4 separate regions of the Mus musculus genome follow, and regions 1, 3 and 4 are each linked to region 2. The links are chromatin contacts, called in public promoter capture Hi-C maps. All regions are on one chromosome and are shown on one strand. The core of a region is the stretch at or near the end of the contact, and the rest is flanking DNA. Distances in the headings are between cores, read along the strand shown.

Region 1 (3,508 bases), core at 753-3,252, 530 kb before region 2:
GTCTCCGGTGAAGAGGCTCTCAACTATGTCCCATGGATCCTCTGCTCCCCTCTTCTGCATGCCTCCTTGCTAGGTCCTTGTGGGCCTATCCTGTAAGATCCCATGGAGAGGGGGCAACTGCGGATCCTGACGCTGCCGATCTGTGTGTCTTTGCTTCTTTGGGCAAATTCAGAGGCCCGATTGGGGAACTAGCCATTCTGGCTCCAGGGAAGGCCCAAGCATGGCCTATTCAGAGACCTCTGCATAACAGCTGATCACCTAGGATGTCCCGGAACTCGTACACACGCCTCTCTTTTATTGGGCAGAGCCCAGGAACCCTTTGCTCCCAAGGCCACTGGTGCAAGTTCAGATGGGAAGAAGTCCCTTCCTAATTGCTAATTGGCTACACTGCCTTATTCACAACTCCACACAATGCCTGGAAGCCCTGCGCCACATAGGGCGGGAAAGAAAAGACGGCAAAATTAACAGGCCTGTTTGGAGCGCAACGCATTATCTATTTGTAGGAAAATTAAAGATTTGCTCTTCAGATGTAGGGGGCCATGCTCTTACCAGGCAGCTGGCAAATGGGAGAGATTGGAAATGATTGAATAGATCAAATTATTTAAATGAGAAAAATAAATTCGCACACAGCCTAGCCGCTGCCCGGTGACAGATCCGTTTATTTATCTACTGTATCGGTACCGCTTTGTCTCTGTCAAAAAGGTCATTAAACTCGCCTAGCTGCGTAATTCGCAGCCTCCTGCTCCTGCCTCGCTTCACAGCCCTTCTCTTCCCTCAGCACCCAGCGCCACTTGAAAAAAAATTTATTATTGGTAATAAACAACATTTCTTTTTAACCCTTTCGGCTTCCCCCCCTGTGTATCCTACTCTGTCCCATGAACAATACAGTTTCTCTGTATTGTTTCTCAGGAGGAATCCGGGAGGGGGCTCCAGTTCCTCCCGCATAGTTGCGGAAGAGGACTGAGAACCCAGCGGGCTCCAACTCCAGCGGCCCTCGAAAACGAAGGCTTTTGCGAATTTTCTCAGTAGTCCTCCTACTGATGGTGCGTGGTCAAGTCCTACCTTCCACGCAGAGGGTCTGGCCTGGTGTCTCCCTCACGGTTAGTTTCTGAAGCTCCGCATTCCCTAGTTCAGCTCCTACGGTTCTCTGATTTCTACTCCCAACCCCACTCCCTAAACCTCCAAGCCCTGGGCCAGCCCTGCTTTCCCAAGGGCTAGAGATCAAGAGTGAAAAACAGCTCCAGGTCAGTCTCCTGCCGCCGCCGTCCAGCCAGCGTCGGCCGCGTGGGAGCTGAAAGGCGAGGCTCCGCAGACGGCAGGCTCCGGGTCTCGCGGCTCTCGGCGGGCGCGTCTCTTCCAGCTGGTCGGGCCGCTGGGTTGCCGCCGTCTCCCAGCTCCTGGTGCCAGCTCCGCCGCTTTACGCTTGGCTCCCCGGCTCAGTGCCTTGCCCTGGGGGCGGCAGGGCAGATGGGGACGCCTCAGCTGCGGAGGATAGTCTCCATCCTCCGGGTGTCCCCCCTCCCAAATCCTGTCCAGGGTCCCTTTCCCCGCCCCCTGCGCAGGTGTGAGCGCGCAAGTGTGCACCCGGGCGAGTGTGAGTGGGAAGCGTGTGTGCGCGGGGGAGTACGCGGAGGGAGCGCGGGCGGCGGGCGGCGCGGGAGGCGGGAGGCAGGGCGCGGGGGAGGGGGCTGGGAGGGAGTGTGTGCGCGCGTGCAACTCCACTCCGGGGCTTTGTGCGAGCCCGGGCGATAGCATCAGCGGCGGCTGGAGGAGGAGCGGCCGGAGACGCGTGCAAGCCCGCCCGGCAGCCGGGGCAGGTGGGAAGCCCGCGCGGGAGCCGAGCCGACGCGAGCCGGAGACGCCGCAGCCGAGTCCGAGCGGAGCCCGGGCGGAGCCCAGGAGCCTTCGCTCGCGGGCGGCCCGTGGGCGGCAGCCGAGGCGGGGCGGGCGCCGGCGGGGCGGCCCCCCAGTAAGATGTGCGCAGCGCCGCGGGGCGCCCCCCACTCGCAGAGGCGCTCCGGAGCCGGGCGGCTGGGCCAGGCGGCGCCTCGGGGGCTGCTGCGCGCCCGCGCCTAGAGCTGCCGCCCCAGGGAGCCCGCCACGGCCGCGCCCCGGGCACGCTCCGTGGCGCCCAACGATGACCGCTCCCTGGCGGCGCCTCCGGAGTCTGGTTTGGGAATACTGGGCCGGGTTCCTAGTGTGCGCCTTCTGGATCCCAGACTCGCGCGGGATGCCCCACGTCATCCGGATCGGTAAGGGCTCCCCTAGAGCCGGGGGTCTCTGCGCGCTCGGGTGGGGACGGGAATTGGGGGATAGTGGTGCTCTGAACGTGATCCGAAAGATTGTCCCAACCTCCCTCTAGGCTGCAGGGTTCGGGTGTCTGCTGGGAGCTCTTAGAGGGGGAGGACAAAGTTCCAAAGCCCGGGTCGCGGGGCCTTACGGGGAAGAGGCAACCGGGCCGCGGTGGCTAGGGAACCTGGATACGCTCCGGGGTAGGCGACGCGGTGGAGTGTGGCGAAGGTTCTAGCCCTAAGCCAGCGCCTCGGGGGAATTTCGCCGCGACTGCTGGCAAGGATGGCCGCAGACCTAGTTCTGGGACTGGCTTCTGCGCAGAGTGGGAGCCCTGGGGAAGGCGCCAACTTCTCTCCCCCCCACGGGCACCTCGCTGGAGCAAGGGGTACAGGGGATGGATTCGCCGGATTAGGATGGCGGATTTCCTTGCCCCTAGTTGGCCGAGGCTCGGGGCAGGAGAGGGTCAGTCCCCTGCTTGTCGCTAGAGCAGGTCCCCCAGGCCCAGGCCTCTTTCGATGAGGAGTAACCGAGACTGGGAAAAGGAAGCGCAGGAGGCAACCCTGCGCAGCCGGGGACGAGGGTTGCGAGTGGCTTTTAAAGTTAGCCGAAATCCCTCCGCAGCTGGCGGCGGCTGGCAGTCTGCGCGCGGCTTTTTGGGGCTCTGGCTTCTCGGCTTCTCTCACCGCTGCAGATTTCTTACTCTGGGCTTTAACTTTGTTGTGGCCGCCGGAGGCACCCTGCGTGGCAGCGCTCAGGGCTGGGCGGGAGCCCACGCGAGTCTTTAGCCCACTCACTTCTCGGGGCTGAGCTAAGCTGGGCTACCCAGGAGCCATCGTTACCGTGGGCGGCCCGCACCAGGCCGGAGACCTGGGCAGCTCGGGCTCGCGAGACACCAACATCTGGTGCGCAGCCTACCGAGCTCTACCGAGACAAGGCAACCTTCCTCCTCCTCCTCCAGGACTCTCTTCAAGGGGCTGCCTTTGCTTCTGCAAGAGCGGACTTTATGTGGCCGGCAGTGCGACGAGGATGCAGGAAACTCGGGCCAGGCTTGGTTTATGGGTACTTGAGGTTTCTCCTAGGAGGCAGTCCTCTCGTTCACTCTACCCGGAGCCACGTCCACTTGAACTCAGCTTCAGAACGGGAACAGAGAACGATCCTCAGATCTGCAGATGTTGAGGTCTTCCAGTGCCTACAGTCCGATTCCGGACCAGGATGG
Region 2 (3,513 bases), core at 314-2,813:
AAGGCGTGTACCACCACACCTGGCTGACTTGTGAGCCTTTCAAAGGGTTAAAATTTTTTAAGCATTCAAGGACTTTTAAAAGCAGACCCAGTACACTGGGATATAACCGTGAGATTTGGGGCAAAGGGGTGGAAGGCTATATGGTCTTTAAAGTGACCTGTTTGTGTACCATTGACAAAGGATTGATCCTGGTGCTTGATTTTAAATGTCAACTTGCCACGATTTAGAATCGCCCAAGCAGCAATTCTCAGTTGAGGAATTATCTTGACTCCCTTAATGGATGTGGGAAGACCCACCCCAGAGATGGGCGGCGCCTTCTGGTGGCAGCCCAGATCAAAAGCAGGACATGGAAGAAGGAAGCCTTTTTCCCTGACCTTCCCCTCTGCTGCTAGTAGTCTACCCTGCTGCTGCCACCCCACTTGATTCCTTTGCTCAAGTCAAAATCAGCTTTCGACATGGACTGAGGACCAGATACCCTCCAGGTCTTCAGTACCACCTTGGGAGTGCCAAGGCACCAAAGGATTTCCCAGGTGGGTTCTCAGTGCTCCTACTTCCTCTGTATTGCATAAGCTAATTTGATAAATTCATGTGTGTGCGTATATGTGTTCGTATATATGTGTGTGTGTGCGCGCGCGCGCGCACGCGCGTGCGTGTGCACGCGTATACACTCATTAAGTGGACTCTGTTCCTCTAGAGCAGAGGTTCTCAACAGGGGTCACCTAAGATCATTAGAAAACACAGATATATATTATGATTCATACCAGGAAAAAATTACAGTTATGAATTAGCAAGGAAAATAATTTTACAGTTGGGGGGTCACCACAACATGAGGAATTGCATTACAGGGTCATAGCACTAGGAAGGTTGAGAACCGCTGCTCTAGAGAACCCTGACTAATATACCAATATATACTATTTTGATGATTTTCAAACTTAGAACAATTTTTCCCCTCTCTTTTGTGATAGATGAACTTACAGGGTGGGCCTTTTGAAAGGGGTTACAACCTGAGAAGATAAAACCAGGAACCCCTAGGATTGTACAAAGCGGTGAGGGCAGGGACCATGGACTAGGGAGGCCAGGGGTGGGAGGGTCTATTGAGAGTCCTGGAAAATGGCAGGTTTTCAGCTAACAAGGGAAGAAAACCTGAAGTAAACGTTACCTGTCCTGGAATCTTGATTCTTCCCGGGCAGAGGCTTCAGCCAGACTCAGTGAGAAGAGAGTCTCCTCCACCCCAGCCCTCATTAATTTTCCACGCTATTTTGTCCTGCTTCGTTTTGAAATAAACACTTGAAGACCCCAGCCCTCCCTTGGCCCTGTCTTGTCTCGGGTGCTCTGCTGAGCCTCAAAGCGAGGAGCTCAGGAAATCCGGAGAGAAGGGAGGGTGGCCACGGGCCAGGTTGCTACAATGCCCAGCCCTCTAAGACCCCTGAGGCAGGAAGGTCCCTAGCTCACCAGTTTCCCTCAACCTCCTTCCTGAGAGGAAGGGGCTGTCTATGTCCCCCACCCCAAGGGTGAAGGCTCAGCCAAACGCAGCAGGGAAGCCAGGAAGGTGTCGCAATTCTGGGTCCCCCCCACCCCCCGCCTGTCATTAACGACGGGGCTAGAAAGAGAAGTTTCGGGAACTTGCCCCAAGAGGAGAGGAGACGAGAGAGAAGAGAGAGCACAAGCGTGGGGGCTGGGCACAGCGCCCTAGCCCCAGTGTAAGTAGGGGGAGGGCGGGGAGCCCTGGAGACCTCAGACCATTCCCCAACCCTGCTAGGGCCACATCAGGGGGCCCAAGACAGGATCCTTGGGGAAATGGGAGTCTCTCTGTGTGTATAGCATCAGGGAGGTCAGACAGCTGGATCTCTGGGAACAGGAGCTGAGCTCAGGTATGAAGAATCCCACCCAGAGTCCCTATCCTTCAGACAGGCTTACTCCCTGCTTTCAGCCATTTGGCCTGCTTCTTCTCAGCAAGAACAGCTGTCTCAGAGTCTCTGGGCCTCTGTTTCCTCTCCCGGTTCCCTTAGCCTCTTAACTTTAAACAGTTGATGCAAGACTTGCCTGAGATAGCTTTCTCTGTCGGCCTCTCCACTTCTCTCTGCATCGCTCCAGCCTGCTCATCGTTGTTGTTGATGATGATGTTGTATGCAGCTCTCATGCAGACAAGGTTTATCATCTTGTCGGCAGATAAGAACCTTGAACTTCTTCTGATCCTCCTGTATCACAAATGCTGGTCTGTAGGCCTCCACCACCATGCCTGATACTTAATGTGGTACTGGGGATCAAGCCTTGGTCTTTGTGCCTGCTAGACAAGTGTTCAACCAACTAAGCTCTATCCCCAGCCCTGGTTGCTTTATATTTTTGAGATAGGTTTCGCTAAGTTGCCAAAATGAGATTTGAATGTCTTCTATAGCACAGGCTGGCCTTGATCTTGTAACACACTTGCCCCCACTTCCAGAATAACTGGTCTCAACCCCCTGCCACTGGGCTAGGCTCTACCTCTGTCTATTCTCTATGTATCTCTTTTCCCCAGCTTGTCTATTCACCCATCTATGATGCATTGATCCTTTATCTCTGCCACACCTGGGGATCTCGCTCCCATAGTTTATTCTCAACATCCTCTTCGTCCCCGTCTTCCCACAGACAGAATTTCAAAAGAATAGGACAGGAGAAGGGAGCCCAGAGGGAAGGTTGGCAACAATGAGCAAAAGGAAAAGGTAGAGAGGATGCTGTAGCAGCCTGACTTACGGCATCAGCTGTGTCCGTGGGCACAGTGGACACAGCGAGCAGCTGCAGAGCCCAGCACATGGCCAGAGTGGTGGGAAGAGCCTGAGAGGCTTGGAGCTAGAAGTAGACCTGGTGGCTATGCCAGGAGGCTATTGGTTCCTTTGGCTGATTTCCTGCTTTTAGGGCTCATACAGATAGCCCACTGCTTCTGAGAGCTTGTTCCTTGGGCACTGTGCCAAGAGCTTTCATCTTAACTGTCTCGCTTCATCGTTATAGCATTGCTGAGACATGAGTGGTATTGTTAAGCCCCTTTTTCCTAAATGGAGAAACTGAGACTCAGAATGGTGAAGTAACTCATCCAAGTTCACCAGGCAGGTGAGTGTTGGAACCAGAGTCAGAACTGGGCTCCCAGCCTCTTTGTACACTTCTTCCCTAGACAATGAGACATAGGCTCCAGCAGGCCCAAGCTCCTACTCAACTGGGGCCACCCTCAAGGCTTCCATAGGAAACTGTTCTGATGTTAAACATGCCAGCCCCATGCAATCTAGAGAGGAGGCCTGGTCTCCTCTGTTCTGTTTTCTGCTCTTGACATAAGCCTGTGGGAAGGATACAGTGGTACCAGGTATGAACTAGGCCTACTACAACCACAAATGAGTGGAGAACCAGCATCCTGAGCCCTGGGGGCTAAGTCTTTCCCACTCAGTGTGTACATATGTACATGTGTGTGTGCATGTGGATGCAGGAGATGATCAAACTGGTATGTTGATGTGAGGTTATTGTCTGAGGTTTCCATTGCTAGGATAG
Region 3 (3,395 bases), core at 419-2,918, 990 kb before region 2:
TTTGTGACAGTCTCTCTCTCTCTCTCTCTCTCTCTCAAGATAATGTCTCAGAGGGCTGTGGTGGCACACCGCCACACTGGAAGTGGCACACACTTTAATCCCAGCACTCTGGAGGCCAGCATGGACTACAGAGTGAGTTCCAGGGCAGCTAGGGCTACAAAAAGGAACCCTATCTCAAAACACAAGCAAACAAACAAACAAAAAGATAATGTCTTTTTCTACAGTTTGGCTTGTATCTTCCTATATAGCCCAGGCTAGACTAGCCTTGAACTCACGGCAGATAGTCTAACCTCAAATGCTGAGGTTAGAGGCTCATGCCAACACACTCAGCTTTGTTACGTTCTGGGGACACGGAGGTGAATAACGTACCTGATTTCCATTTTCCTAAGCTTATGGCCTAGACCCAAGAAAGCAGCCAATGCTCTTGTGAACAGAGTCATTTCGGGTAGTGGCATGTGCCGTGAAGTGAGGTGGGATGGAATAACAGGAAGAGAGTGGCTGACTTAAATCAGTAACTCAGCAAATACTTCTGCCAAAGGAGCTGCTGCCAGATAGATCAAGAGAATGTAGTTCCATTTAAAAACAAGTGAACAGTGAAAAAAATCTTTTGGTGTAGGGTCTCTCTATGTAGCTCAAGCTGGATTTGAACTTGTGACAATCCTCCTGCCTTAGCCTCTCAAGTATATCATGTTTCCTTAGATCCTTTAAGTTATCCTAAACGATGATTGGAATATAAGCTAGAAAGTGTGTTTATTTATTTTTAACCTGAAATTCAAATTTCACTGTCTTGTATTTTTTTTCTTGATGTTCTCCTCCCCCCCTCCTGCTTCCCCCTCCTCCTCCTCCTCCCCCTCCTCCTGCTCCTACTCCTACTCCTCCACCTTCTTGGAGACAAGTCATGCTATATAATGTGGACAAGTCTGGAACTCCTTCCTCTGCCTTTTGAGCATTGGTATTATAGGTGTGTGTCACCATGCTGATGAATTTGCTAGTGTTTGCAATCCTATGGATAGAGGATATTTGAGCAGGAACTGACCAGAAGGAACCAGCGATGCCGATTCAGGGAATGTGTGATCAAACAGAGCAACATTCAGTGTAAATGTCAGAAGAGGGAGAAATGAGGTCAGAGGAACGGAGCCAGATCACAAGTTTTGTAGGGATTGGAAGGAGTTTGAATCTGTCTCTCTTTGCGATAATAAACCATTGGAGAATTTAAAATCTCTCTCTCTCTCTCTCTCTGTCTCTCTCTCTCTCTCTCTCTCTCTCTCTCTGTCTCTCTCTCTGTCTCTCTGTCTCTCTCTCTTTCTTTCAAGCTGAGGCTTGAATCCAAAGTCTGTTGTTACTAAAAACTGCTCTACTCCAGCCTAAAATTTAAAGGCAGGTATGACCTGTTCTGATATTTGCCCGCTCTTGCTGGAACACTTTTAGAAAGGTTCAGAGGGCAAATTCCCATCAGCTCATGCACTGGGCCGAGAACAGGCTTCTCTCTTTTTCTCTTTCTCTCTTTTTCTCACTAAACCCAGGACTGCCCGGTGCCCTGGACGTTGCTATGGAAGGGACGCTTGACGGTTGCTAGACCCGGGGGAGGCGGGAGCAGGACAGAGGCGGAGCCGGGTCAGCCTTAGGCAAGCGCCGCGCGCTCTCAGGAAGTCGCGTAGCGCGAGCGGAAGTGACGTCGCGCGTGTTCAGGGTCCAACGTGCTTCACACAGGACGCTTTCCCGGCTGGGAAGTCGTGAAGTGGTTTACCTCGCGAGTAGCAGAGCGGTGTCGGTACTGTCGTCAGGATGGTGAAGCCCAAGTACAAAGGACGGAGCACCATCAACCGCTCGGCGGCCAGCACCAACCCAGGTACGGCGGACCGGGCGGGACCAGGCCGCAGGAGCCGTCGGGGACGGAGGAAGGCCCGTTCCGGCCTGGGCGGCGGACCCGAGGTCTAGGCACCTGCTCTAAAGTTGGGGGATGAGTCACGCCAGCCTCTGGCAGCCCCGAGGCCTCTCAGGAGGAGGTGTAGAGAAAGGCAAGTTAAAAGTGGGCTAGGGTCCTGGAGTCCTGGCACATGCCTGTCATCCCAGCACTTAGGAAGCTGAGGCAGAGGGGATCACGAGTTAGTGGCTATCTGGACTACAGGGTACAGACTGAAGACACAGAGTGGAGTAGGTTGGCCCAGGTGGCATTTTACCCTTAACCATAGCATTCGTGCCACCTTAGCTTTGACCGTGGAATCAGACCATGCATAAGCAACACTTCAGGTAAATATAGTGATTTCAATAGAGGTGGTTTTGAGATACGAGAAATTCCCATCTACAGGGCAAACAAAACAGGCTTTCGAGGAGTCCCTCCCACTTTGATTTAGCTACTAAAACTGTGTTTAAATATGGGTTAGTCATAGAGGGGCTTGGTGACGCATCCCTGTAGTTCCCAATACTGGGAAGGCAGGACAGACAGATCTCTTGTGAATTCGAGGCCAGCCTGGTCTGCATAGTGAGACTGTCTCAAACTGGTGGGGGGAAAAATTAGGTATACTCTTGTCTCCGTAAGGCTGCAAGGATAGCTGACTTCTGTATCTCCTTGTAATTTGCATAATTAGGGTTTTGATTAGATTTTTTTAAAAAAATGATGAAAACACTCAGAGACTGGAGAGAACATGGGGAGAATAAGAGCTCACTCGTACTGCTGTTGCAGGAGGACCAGAGTTCAATTCCAGTTCAATCAGCTCTCACCTACCTGGAAGTTCAACTCCAAGGGGAATCTGATACCTCTGGCCTTCAAGGCATCTACCCACATATATCCGTATAATGTTTAGTACTGTGTATGTAGCAGTACTAAAGGAGAACATGCAGGAAAGTTGCTGCGTTACTTTGTGATCTTTTATAACTGTATTAAGTCACATAATACCATGCATTTGGAAGATTCACTTGGGATTGGTTGGTGATTAGTGTGATGATGTTTCTAAGCAGGGGTTAAGTTTATCAACAGCTGAAAAATGTAGACGGAAACCTTGAGGGTTGGTAGGAAGAGGGACTCAGGAAAAGGATAGGTAGCCAGATGTGTGTGGGCCGACTTCTCAGGAGAGCCCTCCAGGGGTTTAGTTTGATTTTGGGTTCTCTCTTAAAATTTAGAGTGGGAGGGGCTGGAGAGATGGCTCAGGGGTTAAGAACGCTGGCTGTTCTTGCAGGGGACCTGCAGTGATTCCCAGCACCCATGATACAGACGACCATCTATCTGTAACTCCAGTTCCAAGAGATCTGCCACCCACTTCTGGCCTTCACTGACACGCTGTGTGTGTTTAGTGCAGAGACATGTGGGCAGGATATGGTATTACATATTATACTTACATATGAAGTATAAATAAATAAAATTATTAAAAATTTAGGACAAGAGAATTAGTTATGAA
Region 4 (3,213 bases), core at 535-3,034, 850 kb before region 2:
TCCGCGGCTGCACGGACAGCCTGTGCACTGAAATCATACCCTTGTGTATGCAAATTGCTAGACTCTTCCAGAGAGACTCCAGCTCCCTGCAAGGACTCCACCTTCTCAGGATGCTGCCTTTGAGATTCTTCTGTTTTGTTTGGTTGTTTTTTGCAGGGCTAGGGACAGAACTCAATGCCTCCAGCATGCCCGACTAGCGCTTTCCCAGGAGCCCTGTCCCTAGCCCTGCCCCAGTAACCCATACACGCTATTGTTTGAGATCCATCTGTCCAAGGGCATAGGCTGAACCCCATTATTCTTCCTTCTGGGGAGAAAGTGACTGGGATGTGCTATGGGGAGTGTCTTGAGGGATGAACCTGGGGAAGAGTGGTCATGAAGTCTCTCTCTGTCTCATTCAAGGCCAAGTTCCAGGCGGTTTGGCTCAGGTCTGGCTCTGGGCCAAGCTTGGCTTCATGTCAACTTGATACAAGCCACTGGAGAAGAAGGAGCCTCAGTGGAGAAAATTTCTCCCTAAGCTTGGGCTGTAGGCAAACCTGTAGGGAATTTTCTTCATTAGTTATTGATGAGGGAGGGCCCAGCCCACTGTGGGGGATGCCATCCCTGGGCTGGTAGTCCTGGTTCTATAAGAAAGAAGGCTGAGCAAGCCATGTGGAGCAGGCCAGTAAGCAGCACCCCTCTATGGCCTCTGCATCAGCTCCTGCTTCCAGGTTCCATCCCTGTTTGATTTCCTGTCCTGACTTCCTTTGATGATGAACTGTGATGTGGAAGTGTAAGCCAAATGAACCCTTTCCTGCCCAGGTTGCTTTGGTCATGGTGTTTCATTACAGCCACAGTCATCCTAACCAGGGCACTAGTCAAACCATTTCACCTCTGCGGAGCGATTGCAGCAACATCTGGCTCACAGCACAGGCTCATCTCCTTTCCCAGACAACTTTCAGAGTCCCTTTGAGTAACACAGAGATTGAACGGTGTTGATGCTGACGGTAACTACTACCTCTTTCGCCACCCTGTATGATTTATCAAGCATTCTCATTTCTGTAATGGCCTCTGGTGGGGAAGGCTTAGAGATATTCAACACACTCACAGTCACTTGGGACATAGAAAAGGGGAAAGAGATGTGCTTCCCCCTTCCTCTTTTTTTTTTTTTTGGTCTTATTTCATCTTTCTTTTCCTAATCAAGTCTTGCAAGCTGTCCTGATCTCCTTAAAGACAGGAAGTTTGGGGGACAGAGTAGACAAGGTGTAGATGTAGTGAGACTCCTGGAGGAGTGTGCAATTGGGCTGGGCTTCTGCTGTCTCGAGATTTGTTCCCCTGACTGGTAAGTTTCATGAGGCCATCCTGTTCAGCACCCGGCTGGGTGCTTCTGGCTCTAATCTTGCCATCTGGTGGTGACCAGTCAAGGCTCAGTGTCCCTTCCTGGGGCTGATTCTTCAGCCACAGTCGTGTTTTTAGAAGCCGAGTGGCTGCCAAGCTGGGAAAGGCTGGGTAATGGAGCACACCCGCAGGCAGAGGTCAAACGAAGCAGCACGGCTTTGGGTAGGTGGATGGCAAAGATGTTAGCTGGGCCGAGCCAGGCGGGAGCTGGTGCAGGCTGGAAGGTGGTCATGGCCGGGCAGGAAGCAGAGATGGACAGGCATCTGGCTCTGCAGTTGGCTGAGGTCGCACAGGATGTGGCCTGGGTGGACAGCTGGTGTGGAGGATGGTGTCAATCAGGCCAGCCTCTGGCAGAGGCTGTTAGAACTACGGACAGGGCCAGGATGTGGCTTCTGGGGTGGTCTGGAAGCTTTTACAAACGGAAGCTTTTACTAAATCACCCAAGCCTGGTAGCCCTGTGGGTGGTTCTGGCTTAGTTTTTAACAGTCCTCACAACTGCTTGTATCTCCAGTCCTAAGGGTGCCTGTGATCTTGATCTGCTTGGGGGCTTCCTAGTGAGTTCATTGGTAAGGGTCCAGTTCGTTGGTCTTTTTGCTTGGTTAGAGACAGCCCAGGATGACCTTGAATTTATGACAATGATCCTGCCTTAACCTGCTGAGTTCTGGCATCTGCTACTATACCTGACACAAGAGATACTGTTGTGTGTGTGTGTGTGTGTGTGTATGTGTGTGTGTGTGTGTGTGTGTGTGTGTGTGTGTGTATGTGTGTGTATGTATGTGTGTGTGTGTGTATGTGTGTGTGTGTGTGTGTGTGTATGTGTGTGTATGTATGTGTGTGTGTGTGTATGTGTGTGTGTGTGTATGTGTGTGTGTGTGTATGTGTGTGTGTATGTGTGTGTGTGTGTGTGTGTGTGTGTGTGTGTGTGTGTATGTGTGTGTGTACATGTTTATGAAGTCCAGAGGTTGACATTGTTTCTTCCTTGGTTACTTTCTACCTTAATAAGGTAGGATCTACAGGAATCTAGAGCTTCCCCGTGCTGCTTGTTTAGTTAGCTACCTTGCTTCAGGGATCGCCTATCTTCGGTGTTTAGGATTACTGAGGTCACCATGGCAACCTTGCATTTATATTGATGTCAGGGACCTGAATGCTGGTGCTCAGGCCTGGCAAGTGCTTTAGCTACAGCCATCTCCCCAGTCCTGGAGATGCTGGCTCGGTATAATCAGGCCACCAAAGCTTAATGTGGGTGGGAGGAGGGATTTGTTGTTTCCTTTCGGCTTGGTCATGACTCCACCCCGTGTCCCCCCATCCCACACACCATACACAGTCATCTCCCTCACACCCCCCCCCCTTTGCATGTGACTGCTTTAGTGCATCAGAACTGTTGCTCAGGAGTCATGAGTCCAAGAGCTTTTCCCTCTAATGAGCTCTCCAGGGCCTCAGTCAGCCCCTCCTTATGCCCTGCCCTATTCTGATTACTTGTTTGTGACAAATGGTAACATCCTCTAAGTTAACAGAGGAAAGGGGTCAGTCAGCAGCCAGGATTCTCAGTCAACATTGAAAAGGAGGAGGAAGCCAGGCGGTGGTGGCAGTGGTGGTGGTGGTGGCGGCGGCGGCGGCAGCACACGCCTTTAATCCCAGCACTTAGGGAGGCAGAGGCAGGCGGATTTCTGAGTTTGAGGCCAGCCTGGTCTACAGAGTGAGTTCCAGGACAGCCAGGGCTACATAGAGAAACCCTGTCTCAAAAACAAAACAAAACAAAACAAAACAACAACAACAACAACAAAAGGCTGGAAAGATGGCTCAGCAGTTAAGAACACTGGCTGTTCTTCCAAAGGTCAT

Evidence for each region. Promoter capture Hi-C pulls out the DNA fragments that hold promoters and counts their contacts.
Region 1: a promoter capture Hi-C map of embryonic stem cells shows a contact between it and region 2, with 3 times the contacts expected there. The contact joins the promoter of Grik3 here to the promoter of Csf3r in region 2. A contact is called at or near these places in 5 of 39 promoter capture datasets (cranial neural crest, embryonic stem cells, hippocampal neurons and 1 more), 5 of 115 datasets of contacts at active chromatin or transcription factors (embryonic forebrain, embryonic stem cells, forebrain and 1 more) and 2 of 9 other capture datasets (embryonic stem cells and liver).
Region 3: a contact with region 2 is called in a promoter capture Hi-C map of hippocampal neurons, with 5 times the contacts expected there. The contact joins the promoter of Gnl2 here to the promoter of Csf3r in region 2. A contact is called at or near these places in 4 of 39 promoter capture datasets (the C10 cell line, the SN4741 cell line, hippocampal neurons and 1 more), 1 of 484 Hi-C or Micro-C datasets (bone marrow-derived macrophages), 1 of 115 datasets of contacts at active chromatin or transcription factors (microglia) and 1 of 9 other capture datasets (liver).
Region 4: a promoter capture Hi-C map of the HPC-7 cell line shows a contact between it and region 2, with 8 times the contacts expected there. The contact joins the enhancer-like site here to the promoter of Csf3r in region 2. A contact is called at or near these places in 15 of 39 promoter capture datasets (the 3T3-L1 cell line, 3T3-L1-derived adipocytes, the C10 cell line and 10 more), 1 of 15 datasets of contacts at CTCF or cohesin (large pre-B cells), 1 of 484 Hi-C or Micro-C datasets (nephron progenitors), 2 of 115 datasets of contacts at active chromatin or transcription factors (bone marrow-derived macrophages and embryonic basal ganglia) and 3 of 9 other capture datasets (adipose tissue, embryonic stem cells and liver).

The regions. Positions count from the first base shown.
Region 1 is chr4:125,488,694-125,492,201 of GRCm38.p6, forward strand. Grik3 (glutamate receptor, ionotropic, kainate 3) reads left to right here and starts at 2,003. Exons shown (of 16, transcript NM_001081097.3): 1 at 2,003-2,252. The coding sequence starts at 2,138.
Region 2 is chr4:126,023,096-126,026,608 of GRCm38.p6, forward strand. It overlaps Csf3r (colony stimulating factor 3 receptor (granulocyte)), which reads left to right and starts at 1,564. Exons shown (of 17, transcript NM_007782.3): 1 at 1,564-1,700; 2 at 2,986-3,084. It overlaps Gm32908 (a long non-coding RNA gene), which reads right to left and starts at 1,559. Exons shown (of 4, transcript XR_003955278.1): 1 at 1,160-1,559.
Region 3 is chr4:125,028,346-125,031,740 of GRCm38.p6, forward strand. Gnl2 (guanine nucleotide binding protein-like 2 (nucleolar)) reads left to right here and starts at 1,669. Exons shown (of 16, transcript NM_145552.2): 1 at 1,669-1,849. The coding sequence starts at 1,786.
Region 4 is chr4:125,175,352-125,178,564 of GRCm38.p6, forward strand. The region is part of intron 2 of Gm32611 (a long non-coding RNA gene); the gene reads left to right. All of the region lies in intron 2 of Gm40245 (a long non-coding RNA gene), which reads left to right. Among named protein-coding and RNA genes, the nearest start is that of Gm40245, 27 kb to the left of the region's middle. Within about 2 kb of position 1,785, at least 69 of the 459 cell types and tissues checked have an H3K27ac peak or open chromatin away from gene starts, as enhancers often do. A contact at or near this core is called in the HPC-7 cell line, where this site is marked.